Linked DNA regions of Mus musculus: region 2 is linked to region 1. Evidence: chromatin contacts called from public Hi-C data. All regions are on one chromosome and are shown on one strand. Each heading gives the region's core, a stretch centred on a gene start, on an enhancer-like site or on the middle of the called end of the contact. The rest is flanking DNA. Distances are from core to core; before and after follow the strand shown. Region 1 has its middle 200 kb from the start of 4930584F24Rik. Region 2 has its middle 250 kb from the start of Dpp6.

What was found. A called contact is a pair of places that touch in the nucleus more often than the background predicts.
Region 2: a contact with region 1 is called in a Hi-C map of embryonic stem cells, with 2.6 times the contacts expected there. The contact joins two enhancer-like sites. A contact is called at or near these places in 3 of 39 promoter capture datasets (all in embryonic stem cells), 9 of 484 Hi-C or Micro-C datasets (differentiating embryonic stem cells and embryonic stem cells), 3 of 115 datasets of contacts at active chromatin or transcription factors (all in embryonic stem cells) and 3 of 9 other capture datasets (adipose tissue, embryonic stem cells and liver).

What each region holds. Positions count from the first base shown.
Region 1 is chr5:26,688,185-26,695,080 of GRCm38.p6, reverse strand. No RefSeq gene overlaps it. Among named protein-coding and RNA genes, the nearest start is that of 4930584F24Rik, 200 kb to the right of the region's middle. Within about 2 kb of position 2,875, at least 6 of the 459 cell types and tissues checked have an H3K27ac peak or open chromatin away from gene starts, as enhancers often do. A contact at or near this core is called in embryonic stem cells, where this site is marked.
Region 2 is chr5:26,796,518-26,803,413 of GRCm38.p6, reverse strand. No RefSeq gene overlaps it. Among named protein-coding and RNA genes, the nearest start is that of Dpp6, 250 kb to the left of the region's middle. Within about 2 kb of position 2,808, at least 3 of the 459 cell types and tissues checked have an H3K27ac peak or open chromatin away from gene starts, as enhancers often do. A contact at or near this core is called in embryonic stem cells, where this site is marked.

The sequences.
Region 1 (6,896 bases), core at 1,626-4,125:
CAAGCTGAGCAAGCCAAGGGAAGCACGCCCCTCATGGCCGCTACCTCAGCTCCTGCCTCCAAGTTCCTACCTTGTGTGAGTTCCAGTCCTGACTTCCTTTGTGATGAAGAGCAAAGTGAAAGTGTAAGCTGAATAATTTCCTCCCCCAACTTGCTTCTCAGTTATGATGTTTTGTGCAGGAAGACAAACCCTGACTAAGACACTGCCCCCAAACAGAATTCTCATTACTAAGATCCAAGTTCAAAGGTTCAGAAAAGGTACCATAAGCAGCAACTAAAAATGTCTTAGAAATGTAAAATTGGATGGGATCAGTGTCTGATCAAAGCACTTTTGGTGCTTCTGATTACAGCAGATAGTGAACATTAGAAAGCTACTTAGAGGTGGTCATGGAAACAACTAGGCTAAAACAATGCAGATGAAATATCAGACAAGAACAGTTAGTAAGAGGTGTTGTTAACATCTTCATCTCCCTTGCCATACTAGAAGCACCATGACCATTAGCAGGCCCCCTTGAGAAGCCAAGTGTAGAGACATCCCAGTCCCAGAAACTCCTGCTGAATCCAAGCTGCCTCTGATCTACTATTGCTGAGGCAACTCTGAGCTTTGCAAGAATAAATAGAATGGATTGTCAACAATAGGAAGATGAGCAGGCAGGACATGACTTCTGAGCAGGAGGCTCCTATTGGGCCTGATGATAGCACAATACCTTTGGCCTGGCTTTCAGATCTATGACATTCCGGGTATGTGACATGGTAGCCTTCTCATGAACTCGCTCAAGCCTCACTGTGGAGATGTGAACTCTCCCAGCACCAGCTCCATCTGTCATGCATATGTACAACCTGGTCATTGTAGAAGTCAACTTGCCAGTCCCAAGGGAGTTTCAGATCTTCTTGTCCAGAAGACAACTTGATCACCACTTTATGGAAGACCTAAACATGGAGCCATGAGAATCACAGGAGTTGGTGTTCACTGATGTTTTAAGCCTCTGAGTTCCGGGATGATTTGTTAGTCAGCAAAGGGAAGCTATGAAAATAAGGAAATAAAGCAAAGAGTATTCACACTGACAGGTTTGAACTTGGAGACGTAAGTGGAAAAGTCAGGTGTATAAAGATTTCAGATGAAATTGATTACAAACAAATCAATGTCACACTGCGAAGGCAAGACCACTCCAAACATAAGCACACCCTGGCCTTGGACAATGGCCCTTTCACTGCAAGATAAAGCCATAGGCTTAAAGTCATAAGACTCACCTGAGTTACTGATGTTTAAAAACAGTGCCTTGTCTTTGTGGTGATCACAACACTGTCTCTTTGTTGAGTAAGTAGCTGTAGGGGTCACTGTGTTAGAGAGCTTTCGTTGGGGTTGCTTGCTTTGTAATTAATAGGTATGTGGGGGTGGGGAATGATAATGCGGGCTCAGGTGCTTACTTAAGTGTTCAGGCTCTTGTGTGTGCATGTAAGCATGCATGCACATTTTGTGCTTGTATGTAGAGCCAGAAGTCAACCTCAAGTGTTCTTTTATGAGGAGCTGTGTATCTTGATTTTTATGACAGGGCTTCTTATTGAATTTAGAACTAGCTAAGTAAATAAACTAGGCTGGCCAGTGGATCCCAAAGGTCCTGTCTCTTTTCTAGGGTTGGGATTATAACTGGGCACCAAAATGCCTGGAATGCAAACTCAATTCTTATGCCGCAGAACAAGTACTTGCGACTGAGAGGTTTCTCCATCCCTTAGTAAACACTTCCTTGACACATCCTACAGTTATGCCTGCATTCTTTCACCTTAAGCTTCTCCTCTCTCATTTCCATGTGCACAGGAGGAGGCCTACAGCACTGAGCAGTCCAGGTCCCTAGTGGCTACTTTTCTGTCCCTGTCACTCCTTCCTTACTAATTGTAATTCTTCTTCCAGGAAGAATTCCTCCTCTTCCTCAATTCAGTCCTTTATTCAGTCCTTCATTTTTCTCAGAAAGGATTTATAAAGGTTTATGTATAATTTTGGTTATGACCGAGAGTCACAGCATATACTATCTTTCTCAGGTTGTCCCAGTTTGGTCATGGGTTGAGGTGGGTGTGGGTCTCCTTACAGCAGCTGTCCATCATCTTTCTACAAGAATTTTTCTATCTGGACTCCTTTTGCTCACTGTCTTACTCCTAACTTCGCTTAATATTCAAACTCATATTGTCATTTTTTAAGTAGACACTTGCGTATTAACATGTTACTGAATATGGATATTTAGGCTTACAAAGCGATATTTCAGGAATTCTACTGATTTTAAGTTCATGCATGGAGGCAAGTAAAGTGGGTACTAAGGTTATAAAGATGCCTTTCACAATTTCATGTCCTAATTTGGAAATTGGAAAAAAAGTGTATTGTATTTCATTAACTTTTGTTAGCATTTGTGAGAGTATGTATGCCATGCTGAGCATGTAGAGCTGAGAGGACAACCTGCAGGAATATGGATGTACCTATACACACTGTACCATTTTGGTGGGCCTCTCATTGGAGATTTTATACTCTTAATTATGTACTTTATTTATGTATATTTATGAATATGCATGAATATAGCCATGCGTGTGAAGATGCACAGGCTAGAAGAGGGCCATTGGGTCTCCTGGAGCTGGAGTTACAGGAAGTTGTATGCTGCCTGCCATATGTACTAGAAATCATACTCTGCTCCTCTAGAAGAGCAGCAAGTGTTCTTAACTGCTGAGCCATCTCTCTAGCCCTTGTGGTATATTTCAAAATGGAAATACTTTGTTTCTATTTAGGCATAGGGGAGGATGGGAAATTCCAGTAAGTCACCCTACTGTCAGCATCACAATAGTCAGACGGAACAGCTCCAGTGTGTCAAGAACACCACCTGGGGAGAAACAGCAGGCGTGCGTGCTACTAAGTCATATGCAAAAGACATGTGGAGAAGGGGCACTGGGTCGATGGGTAAGGGAGAGAATCCTACAGAATGGAAAGTCACCAGAGCATATCAGAGGAAGTAATGAAAACTTCCTTCCAAACAGACAGCTCAGAAAATGAGAGTCGATTTACAGTATCACTCAGGCTTCTCTCAAAAGCAAGAGACACACGCCACCCTTTCCAATCAGTTCTCTTAGGGAAAATATCTTGATGGATTGAGCAATTTCATTTTAAATATGCAGAAAACCATATCTGCTCATATATTTTTCAGAATGTTTTTCTTCTTGCATTAAGGAAGTGAAAGCATTGGTCAGAGAGTGGCTGATAGGTCTAAGGTTAGTTCATTCTCAGAAACAATAAAAAGTGTTTAAATCCTATAAAAATGAAAATTATTTGTAGCTATGCTGTGTTTTCCAAATACCATGACCCTTGGTTCCTAAGGTATTCAATAGTTATCAGCAGCTTGGTGCTTCTGTAGTGTCAACTCGGACAAAGACAAGACAAACAAAACAAAACACAACAAAAACAGAAATGAAGTGTGAGTTTCATAGCTTGCCCTGCTGTGGACTGTAATGCCCAGAGATCAGAAGCAGTCTTGGTGTTAAGCATTTTCCCATGGTCTCTGGTTCATTTTAGATTTTAGATGGATCACCTGCTCTTTGCCAGAATGTTCAGGCAACTGCTTCCTCTGCAGATCTGACAGAAGACATGCAGCAAATTTCTCTTCCCAGTTTTAAGACTTACTTTGTTCTTATTTACATGTCTGTGTGTGGTTGGGTTCATATGTGTTCAATGCCTGCTGAGGCCAGAAGAGGGCACTGCATCCTCTGGAGCTTCAGTTACAGAATTTTGTAAGCCGCCTAACATGGTACTGGGAACTGAGCCCAGGTCCTCTGCCTGGGCAGGCTGTGCTTTTACTCCCACACCCTGCCCACCTTACTTTTTGAGATGGGGTCTCTCCCTGTACCTGGAGTTTACACTTAGGCCAGGATGCCTCACCAGCACATCAGTTATCTCTACTTTCTCAGTGCTGGGATGACAGGTATACTTTTATATGAGTGCTGGGGATTTGAACTCTGATCCTCAAGCCTGTTGGGTATGTATGTTATTGGTTATTGACGGATCCAACAAGGCAGCTCAAGAAAAGATCACTTTTACAATTAACTAGTAACATTGAAAATGTCCTAGGTGTATCTGTGAAGCTTAAAGTACAAACCCTAGCAATGGCAATGCTTCCATAGCAGAGTGGCTTCCTTGGGAGACATGGGGCTGCAGCAGCAGTATCACCTGCTCTAGTCTTCTGTGTGCTCTTTACAAAGACAGCCAAGGAGAAAGGCTCTGCTCAAGAACAGACTGGAAGCCTTAGATCTTGAGAATGTGGGTTCAGACTCTGATTCTGATTCTAACCTGTCATTTTGAGCAATTTCCCTTATGAGACTGCTATGTAAGGGACAGAGGAGTATTCGTGTCTGCCCACAAGGTCAGAACCTATTGAATAGCAACAGATTCTCTCCACAGCATGCTGGTTTCAAAGGCAGCCATTTACCAGGCAATTCTGCCTTCTTGGTCACCCTGCCAAGGTGGACAGAGCTTCTTTTATTCCAACCTTAATAATTAATATAACTAGCATCATATACTATGTAGTAACTATATCTGTACATATGTATATTGTGGGTTACAGAATGGCTTCAAAGTGTTAAAGATAGTAGAGTAGAACTCAAGAGGCTTCAGAATTTGCCATATAGAACTGTAAATGGAGTCTCTTGATGAGATAGAGGACGGACCTGCAGGTAGAAGAAAAGATACCAGTAGCAGGCGACTGTCACAGGGCTGAGAAGATGCTGTAGAGTTCATTCTAGCTGCAGGTGTTGGGAAGGGAGGGGGCTGGGTCCAGATGAGGGAATGTGTCAAATAGATGGTCAGAGGTCATGATGGACAAACAGAAGGTCACCAGTGGCCATGGACATTAGTCCTACTTCACATTCTTGCACAGTAGTCAACTCCTAGGTTTTCACCCCCGCATCCCTTGTCTCCTGCTTCCTGGGGAACACAATGTAAAAGTGCACTCACTCACCCCTAAGGAAGTCCTTGCCGCCTTTATCTCCTATTTCATTCACTCCTGCATTGGCTGCTGCCTGAGTCACCAGCAGCTTGTCCTGGGCCCCTAATCAGTCTCTTGGCTCTTAGCCCACTCCCTTTAGTCTATTCTCAAACTGCTTCCGTTACAAGCCTGTTAAGATTTCTGGCACCTCCTGTCCCAACCACTCTCAAAGTATGAGTCTTTGGCTGTGACATAATGAACAGAGCCTTCATCCCTCTTCTACCCAGACTCTCTCATCATCTCAGTCAAATATATCCTAGTGTAATAAACAAGTTCTTAGGCCTAGTTTCTCCAATGATTTTAAAACACCCACATGCGTCTTCTGCAGTCTCAGTTCCCACCAATAAATTTACATTTATTGCTGCAGCTTTTCTACTCCCAGGAATGAGCCACTTAAGTCTCTGATGCATGTTGGAGAGATGCTGCTCTTTGCATGTCTGCAATCTAAGACACACTAACACTCTCTACCATCTGAATCCTTGCAGTTGCTTGTTCTTTTGCACAGCTGCACCATCCTTCCAGTGATTTCAGACTAGAGATGTTCTCTGGGCACATTGGTTGACACGAAACCATCTGACCCAAAGTCCTATCAGCTCTCCCCATTTCCCTCCTGCCTTCAGTGCCTCAAATTCCCCTTACTGACAACCCTCTCCTGCATACGCTTAATGTGAAAGGCCAGAAATCTGTTCTTTAAAGGAACTCATAATCCACACAGCTCGAGCACTTAATGGACAAATTATTTAGAATTCAGTTACATAAAAGGGAGCCATGCTCCCTTCCACTTTCAGAGTCTTCTTTTTATCTCCACACTAGGCAGCCAACCCTGTCAGGGGCTTATGCTCCAAACTGCTGCCTTTATGCTCTCATCTGTCACCCACTCTACCTCCTACAATGCTTCAATTTGCAACTTCACTTTAACATTGCATTTATCTCCCAGGCTACCAGTGACTCCTTGACTGTTAAATCCTATGGGCATTCTGTGGGCTTTAACGGGCTGAAAGGCTCTGCACCATTTACTTGCAAAGAGCTAACCCTCTGAAACTGTCTTCCTGGAACTCACAGATAGCTGCCTGTCATAGCCCATTCCACTGGCCTTCACTTCTTTATAGAATTCCACTTCACCCTACACCAGATCAGGCCACACCAATGGCTGTTCATTCAGGAACTGCAGAGTCCTGCTTTTCTTGAGGTGAATAGGTGAGGCACTCCCATGCAAGTTTCCATGCAGCCTCTCCACATAGCTATCTCTGGCTTTACAGAACACCAAGACTTTAAGGTAGTCAGACTTCTTATCTGGTGGCCTCTTTCCAAAATGGAGTAAGCAGAACTGGGCAGTCCTTTTAAAATGTGGGTCAGAAATGGCACTGAACCAATTGTGCCTATAATTTCCTAATCAAAGCAAATTTGAAGGGAACCTTGATTTCAAGGGAAAGAGAAGTGAACTATGGTTGTCCATGTGAAAAGTGGTAGATGTCTCTGTAGAGAAAAGCTATTTTTTGAAAACCATGTGCTAATCACAAAGAAGCAGATCCAAAGCCCTGATCCTCTGGTTCTGTGACTCACTGAGTAATTCAGTTTATATCTACCTATGAAATTCTTACACAAAATGGCACAATCCCTATAACTCATGATGTTTCATTAGAATGCTTCCATTCTAGTCTCTAATATCCTGGAGTCTCCATTATAACTGAAGCTTCACACAGAGGCTCTCAGAACTTCTTCACAGTGACTCCATCCTGCTATTTCAGATATAAGGAAACAAATTCAAAGAAACTCAGTGTTATCCTTCAACCTGCATAACTTGTAGTCATCTAAGCAGATTGTCCCCAAGTCACATCTAATTCCAGGGCCAGAGTTACTGTGCAGTCTTACACAATTCTCCTTT
Region 2 (6,896 bases), core at 1,559-4,058, 110 kb before region 1:
ACACTAGGACATGGAGCAATCACAGGACCAAGGGCCTCCCGTCCCATTGATGCCAGATAAGGCAAAACTCTGCTCCATATGCAGCTGCAGCCATAGGTCCCTTCATGTGTAGCCTTTGGGTGGTGGTTTAGTCCATGGGAGCTGTGGGAGGTTCAGTTGGTTGATATTGTTTTTCTTCCTATGGGGCTGCAAACCCCTTCAGCTCCTCCTGCCCTTCCCCTAACTCCTCCACTAGGGGTCCTGTGCTCAGTCCAAGATTGGCAGCAAGCATATTTTTAAGCCAGTGAATTGAAATTCCCTAGGTAGTAGATCTATGGATATGTATGTCTTGGCATTGTGAGACCTGGATCTAGTACCCTCATATACACAACTGCTTTCAAAGTGCGTTTATAAACTTCTAGACATTTCAAAGATGAAGGCACTGGTATTTTATTAACCCAAACACACACACACACACACACACACACACACACACACACACACACCACCCCTGCACATAGACACACACACACACCACACCTGCACGTGTACACACACACACACACACACACACACACACGTCTTCACTTAGTGTGTATTATCTCCTGATAGAGTGCTAGTTATTCTTTATAAAATAATGTGAATTTGCTTGACATTAGGAGATCTGTGATATGTGTGGAAGACATACAGCTGGATTTGCAATGTCCCCCCAAACTCTCATAAATTGGTCTCCTATTGATGGAATTATTTTGCAGGTACTGGGAAACTTTTAATAAGTGGTACTTGGCTAGAAGCAGTAGATAACAGAAGAATATATCATTGGGGGCCATGCCTTGGTCTGAGTCCTTCCTGTTTCTTTTCACTGCTTCTAGTCTGATCCAATATGCCAATCGTCTAAGCTTTTCTGTATCACCAAGCCCAGAAGAAAAAGACCAGTGGTTGTAAACTTAACCCTATCACATCAGGTACCGAAATAAGTCTTTCCTTCTTTTTAATTGCTTCTCAGGCATTGTTCATAATGGTAAAAAGTCTGACTAACACAATCGGTACCAGGAGTGAGGGTGTTGTGTCTTCCTAGATGTGTAGTTGGCAGGCCTCTGAAACTGGTTCCTAGAACTTAATTGGAAACATATGTACCAGCAGAATACAAAAAGCTTGGGATTTTTTAAATGGTGTGAGAGTTCATAAGACCAGAATACCTCTGAGATGATTATTCAAGCTTAGTACTCCATGTTACTGTTGTTTCTAAGCTCTATTAAAGCTTCATATGGGACAATCTACAACTGGGCAACGACTTGAGTGTCTGAAACCAGCTGATTGAATTCAGCATAAGATTGCCATTGTTTCCTTAGTGGGCTTTCCTCATCTGCCCCCTTTCTAAGTTTCTGATATATGCTAATCAATGTAGCCTGCCAGACTTATAACCTTTCCCTGCCCTTGGCTCCCTATTTTAGGAACTTTGCTCCTCAGTTTGGAACAGAGGCCTGCATCTATTCTAGTGTTTTCCCATTGTGCCTTCAGATACAATCTCTGAGACCTGAATGTTTCAATATAAACAGACCCATGGACTCCATGATTCTCATTCCCTAAAAGAAGGGTCAACACACACACACACACACACACACACACACACACACACGGTTGTTTAAAATTATGGCTGACTCCATTTACAGTGGAAGATCTGAAGTAACATAATGTAGCAACATGGAAAGTTCTCTCTCTTTCTCTCTCTCTCTCTCTCCCTCTCTCTCTCTCTCTCTCTCTCCCTCTCTATTCTTTTTCTCCATACAGGAAAGCATAATTTATGTAAAATTAATGAATTGCTACATTTTATAAATAAAATAATTAAGTCATTAAGATCCTTTCAAAATGTTGTTGATGTTAATGGAACTACTGGGACTCAGATGATTGATGGCTTCTGAATTGTTGGTGTGCTGAGTAGTGTTTACTATCAACTGCATGGAAACTAAAATCGCCTGAAAGATGGCCCTTTGAATATACATATGGGGGTTATCTTGATTGTATTAACTGAGATAGCAGAACTTGTCCACTATGGGCAGCACTATCCTCTGTCTGAGATTATCAACATATAAGTGGAGAACCAAGCTGGGCAACAGCTGACATTGGCTGGCTCTCTGCTTCCTGACTGGATATGATGTAAGATTCAAGCTCCTGATGCCTCAACTTCCCAACATGATGGACTGTACCTAGAACCAAACCAGGATAAAACCTTTCACCCTTGTGTAGCTTTTTGTCAAAACATCTAATCATAGCAGCAAAAGAAAAAAGTATGTACAATATTTTGGTAGAACCTTATTTGTTTGGCAAAAAACCTGGAGTGGTTCACTTTTGCTTTCTCTGTGAAGAAGGGTTTGAGTAAGTGAACCAATAGCATAAATAAAATTTACCTACCTAAGGAAAAGTTGTTTCTGAGTAATATTGACTATCAATTTGCTACTTAATTAACATTTAAATGAGAATTTAGCAGCCCTGCATGAATTCTCCATGTTGTGCAATCATCCCACCACCCAGCTCCAGATTTTTGATTCATGTCAGCCGAAACAAACTCTAGCTTTCTAATTATATGACCTTTATTTATTTCAAACTCTTCAGAAAATATATTAAACCACTGTTTGCAGTGTTCCAAAGTTAGATATATATTTAGATTCACCATTTTATGTCTTATTAAATTTGTTGACAATTTTTATACATATTTGTAATGAATTCTTATTACTATCAGCCTCTCTCTCTCTCTCTCATCCCCCACTCCCAGCCTGGCTGAGTTTCCTTTTTGCATAACAATTCCCCCACATCCATGCCTGTTTGTTCTCTTCTGTGATTCAATGACTTTAGCCAGGGCTGTTGGTGCCCACAGGATTGTAACTATCCACTGGAGTCTGGTGGATTCAGAAGCAGGTAAATAACGGAAGACAATGACTGGCCCTACCCCAGGACCCATCAGTAGCGTATCAGTAGACCAGCCAGAGGAGTAGAGCCATATGGGTCCCTCCCAAGTCTGTGATGTGGTTGACAAGCTGTGAGCAGGTGAACTTGGATGTTGTCACATGCTGTAGACCATTGCATGATCATGCCAGAGACAGCAGGATTAATGCTGACTGGGGCTAGGTGGAAGTTCCTTCGGGCAACAGAGACATTCTTTCTTCTTTGAGAACCTACGAGGAATGTTTCTAGTATCCCAGTCCATCAGCCCTGTGTAAGTAACAATGTAAAGAAAGAATTCACAGCCTGTTTTGGTAAATTAGTTTGGTCTTAGTAAAGCAAACAGTTAAGCAGAGAAAAAGCAGGCTGAGTGATTGACTGTGAAAGTTCAAATTTTTGTCACATGCTTGAGAGGCAGGAATGGGGCTCGGAGCCAGTATGTCTTAGCAGGTAGGGAATGCATCCTTTGTGTTATCTAGACCCAATTATTCCCTAACTGTATCTGCAGCTTCAGAACCACTTTGGCTTTGTTCTGGGTGTTGAGATGTGAGCACCCAGGAGATAGTTGACTACACATTTTTGCCCTGGATTTTCTAATATTAACAACCAGTGAATTCTCCAGCACTGTGTTAAAGGATGCTACTGGCCATGATCAGCAGGGGAAAGCCACACACAGAACTGTGTGAGCTGAGGCACTGGGAGCAGAGAGTAGCATGGTGACACCTGCCACCAAAGCATGGTGATGTGACAGCTGCCACAAGAACCAGCAGGTCTGCTTTTGTGTATCACAAGAGACTTGTAATCATCACTTTGATTTGCAAGGGTGGATAATACTGTCCAGTAAAAGTTTCCCATGAGAATCTATAAATTAACTTTGAAAATCCATGGACTGAAATACTTGTCAAGAACTTTATATTTTAAAACAATATGTGGGGCTAGAAAGATGGCTTGGCAGGGAAGGGTGCTTGCCCTGCAAACACATGCAGCTGAGTTTGAATCCCTAATACACAAAAGATCTGAGTGTGACTGCATGTGTTTATAACCCCAACATTGGTGGGTGGAGATAGCAGGATCCAGTGAGCTTCCTGGTCACTCTGCCCAGCCAAAGGGCAAGTTCTCAGTTGAGTGAGAAACCAATCCTCAAGGCACTCATATAGACAGTGATAAAGAATGTACTCAGCATCTCACTGGGGCCTCTTCATGCATAATCCCAAGGATTGTGCACACCTGTATCACTCACATGCAGGTTCCACAGACTTGCATAAAGCATATGTTTGAAATGATGTGCATTGGCTTTTAAAAAGCAAAAAGGACATCATGCTGAGATTGTATTGCTTACTTCTTAATTATCTAGGATAGACGTACAAGCAATGTCTCCTGGAGATGCTGAACTGAAAAAGTGTAAATTTTAAGGGGGTACTGCACCAGTTTCTTTTAATTCTTTTAAAATTTTATATGTATCTCCATCGTATTACTCCCACTCATTCTCTGCAACTGTGTCCTTGTACACATTCCCCTGCCAACTTCATGCACATCATTTTCCTTCCATTCTTTCTTTCTTTTTTCTTTTTCTCTCCTTCTTCCTTCCTTCCTTCCTCCCCGCTCTCTTTCTTTCTCTTTCTTTTCTTTCTTTCTTTTTTTTTTTTGAAGAATACACTAAGTTCAGTTAACCAACTTTCAGTTCTTATTTGCTCGTGGGTATGAGGTCACTCACTAGGACACGGGTAACCTACCACGGGCCATGGCTTATAGAAAGTTTCACCCTCACAGCAGCCTCCTGTAACCATAATATAAAATGCTCATCATTAAATTAAAAACATAGCAATTTTTTTGGCTTCATTAATTTTCTGAATCCCCAAGTAAACTTTGACATTCTTGTTTTGGTGACTATATGCCCATTTCCTGTTCAGTTTCTTTTTGTGTTTGCAGAGGCAGTGTGTTGGGTGAACACTGGGACATCTGAGGGACTCCTCTGCACAGGCCTGGGTACCCACTCATCAAAAAGCACACTTTAACACAGCCTGACCATTTTTCACATGCACACAAAGCTGCCTATTCCCCAGAGCCTTGCCACATATCCTCCAGGAAGCAGCAGGCTTTGTGCATTTCCCTTACAGTGGTGCATAAAGAGATTGTGTGTGTGTGTGTGTGTTTTCTAGAATAGTATTCTAGTTTGCTTTCTGTAGCTTCAATAAAGATGATGACTGAAAGCAACTTGGGGAAGAAAGATTATAACTTATTTTACAGTTTAAAATTTATCAGTGCAAGTGTCCCTGCCAAGTGGGAACTATGAAGGTGGCCAAGTAAGACCAAGAACTCCACTCCTAGTTAGTAGATAGTTTAAAAGGGTGGGGGAAGAAGCTGAAGGCTGGCACTGAAGCAGAGACTGGAGAAACTGCTGACTAGCTTGATTCCTATAGCTTGCTCATTTGCTTTCTTAGACAACTCCAGACCACCTGTCCACAAAGGCCCAGGCCTTCAAATATCTAGCATTACTCAAATGTCCGCATAGACTAGGCTACAGGCAAATCTGATAGAGGCAGTTCCTCAACTGAAGTTCCTCTGTCCTGGTGACTTTAGTCTGTGTCAAGTTAACAGAAAGACTAACCAGCACAAATAGATCTTTACAGATGAAAAAAAGAAATGCATGAACACTGATGAAATTAGGGGATCTGAAGAGCCACCATAACACTGGAAAGGAAGGGAGACATTACTGTCTTCATATTTTAAAATTTCAGATTTGGAGCAATAATTCAAATAATTGTCCCCTTTCCTGTGTGTATGAACAAACTTGAAACTCAAATCATACATGAAAAAATGTTTCAATCAGCATTGCAAATAGACTTGATTAATGACATGTGATTGTATCAGCTTCCTAGTCAGCCTCTGGTAGTCCATACTCATTAAGCATGGACCTACTTTGTACTTCACCCTGGAAGACTGCAGATGCAGTTTCTCTAGACAGCCATGATCCTGGCAATTGCAGAGCTCTTCCAATGGTTAGTCAGCCACACAAATGATGAGTAAGCAAACAAAACAGGGCAATCACAGTCTCCATGCAGCATTAAGGCAAACAAGATGTTCACATCAAAGTTAGAGGGTATGGGGAGTACTTTGTTAGACGCCCCATTTGAAAAGAGGTCCTTGAATGAATACTTAGGTGAACACTCCAGAGAGATGTGTGTTGATCCAAGCTGTGCAATGCTGGGCACTGTCAAAGGGTTGGCTGGGCAGTGATGGAAGCTGAAGCTTCATAGGCTAAGGAGGGAATCACAGTTCGAGCAACTACACAGGACAACTGTTACTGTAGCTCTGAAACTTCATGCTGTCAGTCCCTTCTTCCCAAACTGCCCTCTGCTTCAAAGGCAAAGCAGTGGCAGGTAACACATGAATGGAGAGATTCTGTGGGGAACAGTTGAGAGGACTAACTAAGATGTAGGTCTCTATAGAGGATAAACTGACAAACAAAAGCAGGTACCAGGTTTTAATTAGGGCAAAAGCGCAATCGTTCTCATCTCTAGGGAGTTAAGGGCAGCAGGGCAATGCAGCTAAAACTCAATGCCCCTGCCTGGTAGGGACTGTGAAGGTAGAGACTGCTCAGACCAGAGACTCTGCTTCCAGTTTTAAAAGACTCTTGGGGCTGGAGATATGGGTCAGAGCTAAAAGCATTGGCTGTTTTTTTTTTTTTTTTTTTTTTTTTTTTTTTTTTGGTTTTTGTTTTTTCTTATTCACAAGGACTAAAGATCAGTTCCTAGTATTCACATGATGGCTCACAGCCATCTGTAAGTGCAGTTCCATTGGATCCAATGCCCTCTTCTGGAGGCCTCTGCAGGACCAGGCACTCACATGTGTGTCCATACTAGCAATAGAGGCTTACTCTATGTAGATCATGGGGATGGACACGTGCAAAGGGTCTGTTTAGCTTACATATGGCCTGCACTACCTGTAGATGGGTGTGCATGGTCATTTATACATGG